Linked DNA regions of Mus musculus: region 1 is linked to region 2. A link is a contact called in public Hi-C data. All regions are on one chromosome and are shown on one strand. The core of a region is the stretch at or near the end of the contact, and the rest is flanking DNA. Distances in the headings are between cores, read along the strand shown.

What was found. A called contact is a pair of places that touch in the nucleus more often than the background predicts.
Region 1: a Hi-C map of epidermal suprabasal cells shows a contact between it and region 2, with 3 times the contacts expected there. The contact joins two enhancer-like sites. A contact is called at or near these places in 6 of 39 promoter capture datasets (the 3T3-L1 cell line, 3T3-L1-derived adipocytes, embryonic stem cells and 1 more), 1 of 484 Hi-C or Micro-C datasets (epidermal suprabasal cells), 3 of 115 datasets of contacts at active chromatin or transcription factors (bone marrow-derived macrophages, embryonic stem cells and pancreatic cancer cells) and 2 of 9 other capture datasets (adipose tissue and pancreatic islet).

What each region holds. Positions count from the first base shown.
Region 1 is chr8:82,563,427-82,566,223 of GRCm38.p6, reverse strand. No RefSeq gene overlaps it. Among named protein-coding and RNA genes, the nearest start is that of Gm25138, 160 kb to the right of the region's middle. Within about 2 kb of position 1,528, at least 1 of the 459 cell types and tissues checked has an H3K27ac peak or open chromatin away from gene starts, as enhancers often do. A contact at or near this core is called in epidermal suprabasal cells, where this site is marked.
Region 2 is chr8:82,415,462-82,418,607 of GRCm38.p6, reverse strand. No RefSeq gene overlaps it. Among named protein-coding and RNA genes, the nearest start is that of Gm25138, 7.9 kb to the right of the region's middle. Within about 2 kb of position 1,462, at least 33 of the 459 cell types and tissues checked have an H3K27ac peak or open chromatin away from gene starts, as enhancers often do. A contact at or near this core is called in epidermal suprabasal cells, where this site is marked.

The sequences.
Region 1 (2,797 bases), core at 279-2,778, 150 kb before region 2:
GATGGAAGTGCCTGATGTTGAGTTTGGATGTATAATCTCCAACCTGATGTCACAGTTAGTATCTATTCATGAGCCCACTGGAGAAACACAGAAGAGAAACACATGGGTGGGAAAATACTGATGCTCCAGGAGGAAATCATCAAACCACCTAATTGCTGAGGCACAAGTCATTGGAGGAGGCCATTATCTTGTGAGGATCACATGAGACACTAATGTCTTCGCCCGCCTCTGCCCTTTCAGATCTTCCCATGTACTTCTCAGATACCCTGCTGTTCAGTTTTCTAACTGTCCTTGTAAGCTTTGAACTTTCAGTCAAACTACCAGTCAAACAGCTGTAAGTTCCTATTTTTAATGGAAAATGACCAAGTCCATTGCTCCAAGTTCTGCTTACTTAGTGTCTTTACCTTCACCACGTTCCTGTGGAGCTGATCCAGAGTGAGGCCACAGAGCTGTGAGAGTCCTCTTTCAGTAATAGATGGATATAGCATAGAACTATTGTTGAACAAAATTTGAGTTTTTAAATTCAATCAGTCAGAAGAAGTCAATATATTTCATGGGTATAGACTTCATGTTAGTATGTGTGTAGTGGAACATAAACAGAATGTAGGAATGGGCCACATATAAATTACTTGTGGACATACTGGCACACAGTTCCATGTACATCATATTTTTCTTTTCTGATGAAGTTGTAGACTCTGAATCTTGGTTGGTCAAACAATGACCCAGTTCAGGGTTAGTAGTACAGATCATATCATGATCTGGTCAAGGGGCATGGGTAGAACCCAGTCACAGCCTAATATGTATTGCTTAAGAAGAGAATTGTTTTCCATGTGGAATGACAGATGCTCTAAGCCCTAAAATTCTGTATTATGATTTGCAGAGGGCTCTAAATGGAAGCCTTACCTGCTACTAATATTTTTAGTATTGTTGAGTATGTTTATCATATAATTCAACTGGGAGCTCAGAGCTCCCCCAGGAAGGGTTGGAATAGAATGCATAAATGAGCTACATGTGGCTTCTTAACTTTAACTAGCTCCAATAGATATGATATCTTTATCTGTTAGGAGAAGCCATGTGAAGCAATTTATTCTTCACTATGGGAGGTATTTCTCTGAAGTGGCATACTCTTGAGTTCTTTTGGGATTTACTGCCTACCCTGGCATTTAAGTGTTTTAGTAATGCTTGCAGATTAGTTGCTCTCTCCTGCTTATCAGATCCAATCAGTGAAATTTCATTAATGTAATGGATCAGCATGATTCCCTCAGAATGTGCAGTAAGCAGGGTCCCTGAAGAGTGAATGATGAGATAGTGAGTGTTGATACAACCCAGAGATAGAATAGACAGAATGTATTGCTGGCCATGCCAGCTGAAAACAAATTAGCTTTGATGGCCTTCACTAACAGGTGTAGAAAAACAATCATCTTTGCCAGATCAATAGTTGCACGGCAGGTTCCAGAGGACAAGCTGGTTTTGTCTGGCAGTGAAACTCCACTGATGCGGGAGCAGCAATTACTTGATAATGTTTATGATAAGCCAGTCATTGACTAAGAGCCATCTGTCTTCTGTGGAGGCTGAGCAAGTGAATATGAAATCCTTTCTTAGTGGGTTTGCATTAATCAGTGCAGCCCCATCCATTTTTATATTCCTTCAACTTTGACCTTGCATTCCTGTGACACGTCACTCACAAGACACAGCTTCATGAACATCCCATGGACCCTGCCAATATTAATGGAGAAAATCCTACATATTTTGGTTGTGCATTGAAATCTGTGAGTCACACTTTAAATTTTTGGGGGAGTAACTTGCTGAAATGTAAATTCAGAAGCCATAGTGGTAAAGGAAGTTTTGAGTAGGATAAGCATTTGTAGGGACAAAATCTACACCAGGAGAGGAGAGGACAGTGCTCCTTCAGACAAGGATAGGCTATTATAGTCAAGGATGGAAAGGATACTTCTGTAGTGGAAGAAGCCTTAATAAAAATTCAGGTATCAAGGTTCAGAATTTGCAAATCTCATTGAAGTTATCTCACCTATTACCATAAGGATAATCAGTGCCATGCCCATACCCAATTGCAGTGGTTAATCTTTGTCATCAGCTTCTTATATTGAGGCACACCCAGAGATTACTAAAGTTCATCACTTTATGTGTCTGTGAGGTGATTTCAGATAGAATGAATGTGAGATATGGCCTTGGGCAAAATAATAGAGAGAAAAACAGAGAAAGCTCACTAGCACAAATGCCTGTCTGTCCTTCCCACCTCTCTCTGTTTTCTGGTCACCATGATGTGAGCTGCTTTGCTCTGTTCTCCTGTCCCACTATGATTGATTGAAATCTTAGAAACCATAGCCAACATAAATTCATTTTTTCTGAAGGTGTTTGATCATGTTTTTCTGCCACAGCAATGAAAATCCAACTATCACACTAATCACCGTGCAAGCTTTAACAAGAGACTAGTTGTGATAACAAAAGTTTGGCATTTGTTGTAATTGAGTGGCAGATAGACTATATTTTTGTTTACCCGAAGTCATTCTCATTTTTCATAGACACTAGGTCCATCTATTTACCCATTTGAGCATTTATTGGTTGCCAGCTTTGAGTCAGGCAATGAATTAGGTAACTTTATAGATCAGAATTCCAATGTAGGTTTCACTGAACCAAAACCCAAGTTATCAGAGCTATCTTACTTTTTAGAAAATCCAAGAGCGTCTATTTTCTAATTTCTAGATATTTCTGACTATTCACCATCATTTGATCAGGATCTACATTTTCTAACATATTTATTTATTTATTTATTTAT
Region 2 (3,146 bases), core at 213-2,712:
ACTCATAACTGAGAAGCTAAAGCCAATTGCTGGTTACTGGAGAAGGGGGATAAATTTTCATAAGGGAGACAGCCCTAGTAGGCTGCCCATGTGCCAGTGGATGGCTCTACACCCACACGTGGACTGGTGGAACAAATTCAACTCCATAGACTGAAAAAAATGTTTGCCTTTGGTTTAGAGGAAGAAGTAGAATGGGGATTTCAAAGAATTAGATGGGAGGGATTAAGGGAAGGATTTGACCAAAACCACATTGTATATAAATTGTATGACATTCCCAAATATTAAAATATAGTCACAAAATACTAAAAAACAGCATTGACCAAAGCAAGTGTTTTGAAGTCTGGCACACACACATACCTACGACTAAGTCTCAGGGATCAATAAGACATGTAAATTCTGTGGATTGCATTCTAGTAAGTCCAAAATTCAGCAAGTATTACCCATACTTTACTGCCAAGACACAGGATGAGAAGATAGATGATAGATAGATAGATGATAGATAGATAGATAGATAGATAGATAGATAGATAGATAGATAGATATTCTAAACAAATGCCTAGCAAATTCCAAGTGTTCAATAAACATTTTCTAATAACATGATGCATTTTGGCAGGAGTTGAGTTCAAGCATATCACTATGCTAAATTAGGACAATTAGACTTAAACATTCTAGAAAGAACTCAAATATCTCATTGTCATTTCTGATGTTTTCCATCTTTTTTTTTAATCCCAGTAGAACATGTTTTAAAAAAGAAATAGAAATGAACTTTTGTTTATTGTACATAACTATAATTCCTAAACAGATTTTTTTAATCTTATAGTTTCCAGTAGAGTATAGGAAATTATGAACCATACTGGTAACATATTATCTTTCTGTAGACCAGTTTAAAAAAAAAAATAACTTTTAGTTCTTGGGACAGCCTCCTCATGCAGCACAGACTGCCCTGGAACTTGCGGCAGTCCTCTAGTATCTGCCACCTACATTCTGGTAATATAGGTGTGAGTCACCACACCCAGCTTTAAAGCTCTACAAAATCTACTTTATCAAACCAGCTAAATTACTGACATTATCAGATTGCACTTGATAAAATTTTATTTAACATAACATTTTGATTTTGCTAACATACAAAGACTGAAGAACAAATCTTTTTCTGAGTATCCCATATTTTCCCCAATTATTGCAGTTTCTCATGTTTTCTTCCCCATGTCAATCAATTTTTCTTTCATCTCTGTAAGTGAAGTCGCTCTCTGGCACTGTCGTGTAATTATCTTCCATGCCAAAAACACATCACCAGTCGTAATACAGGTGGAAGAGAGGAGTCAGGGAGTCAAACCTGAAATGTTACACACACACATCTAGGAATGAAAGAAAAGCCTGCACGATTGCCTCATTTCTTATCAGTGGGTGGAGTGCCTGGAATTGTGCCCTGCTTTAGTGAGTGGTTTAAATATTAGCCTCAAAACCTTAGATCATCACAGCTGTGTGAACTTCAGCTCTGACTGAAGAGTAGTAATCAGGTTTACCTGTCTGTGTGGCTGAGCAGTGGCAACTGACCACACAATGTTGCTCGCTTAGTGTTGTTCTAGGGTCCTTGACTTCAGTGAATGGTAAACAGAGTAACCTTATGACATGACAGCGCTCCAGTGCTCTGGTCTGGCTAGGAAAACACTCTCTGAAACTGAGTAAAATGAATGGACACCCTTTAGCACATGAGACTGAAAGGCTACCTTAACAAAGCAGGATGCCCTAAGAAAACAGCAAGGAGCCTATGCCCCTCAGAGGAACTGAAACCTCCCAAGATGAGTCAAAGCATTAAGCTCTATGCTCCATTTCTTGCTCCTGTCAGCTCCATAAGAGTCCACACACAGAATCATAAACCAACAACAGAGGAAGGATGGTGAGTGATTATCATACAAGGAAGGAATTAGCCAACAGTAAGGGGCGTGAGATATAATCACTGAATGTAGGCTACCAAGAGAACCTTTCCCTTCTAATCCCTTGTCTTAACCAAATCCCACTGCAATAGTCCTGGCTTTATACTCCCGCCCGCCCATCCAAGTGAAAAAGTAACCTGGTGGACTGAAAACTCAGCAGGTGACTGTTGTAAACAGGATGGAAGCAAATGCAATGGATGTTTCTCAGAGTGCTGGAAATATGAACAGGATGACTGTCTTAAAATAGTCACATAAACCCAGTCGTACAATTCTAAAAAAATTCTATACAGAATGCCAAAAAAGCATTTAAGATATATAAGACAATTAGCAATGTTATAAATTAATGACATCTGAAGAAGTTGATAGAAACTCTCTTAAATCAAGAAAGGAGCCTGAGTCTGCATGTTCAACAGCCCACGGATTCAGGATACAAATTTTTGGTCATTACAGCTCTGTGAAGCATTCTCTCCACCTCTCCCTCTCCCCTTCCCCTCTTTTCACCCCTCCCCTCCCCCACTTCTTCCCTCCTTCCTCTCCCCACTCCCTCTCTCATTAAACCTCAGTATCAATCCTCAAGCCCTATAAACCATTCCTTATACTAATTTTTATTACCTGTGTGTGAATTTCACATAGTAAGGATATTCTGAACCTCTCCATGCCCTCAACTCCTATTACCACCACCATCAACTTTCCCATCTCTTCTCATGAAACTTTGAACTTACTTAAAAAAAAATCTGTTCATTCCCCATCAAATCCAGTTTGTATTGCCCAGTTAGACTTGAGATTGGGGTCTGCTCTGGAAACAAACCCCAAAATTGACTTTCTCTCTCCCAGCAGCCATCAAATCCCAATAGCTCCTCAGTTAGTGGTAGGATTTTGTGGTCATGAACTTTCCTGGACATTCCTCTTGATCACAAAGAGTCTGAACTTTTGCTGGACCTTGCAGCCAAAGTCCTTGTAGTCATTTGAGACTTTGAACCCAGTTCTCCATCTGCTGTGTACTCAGCCTGTTTAAATTTAACCTGCATTTAAGAGTATAGTGTGACCAACTTTACTGTGCTTTGAATCGCCCATGCAATCAGCTTTATAACCTAAGCTAAATTCATAGCATAGCTTTGATCTTAAGTTCATGCCCTTGACTCAGAATAGTGTGTTTTTGTGTGTGTGTGTGTGTGTGTGTGTGAGCACATATGTAATTATTGTGGCAATCAT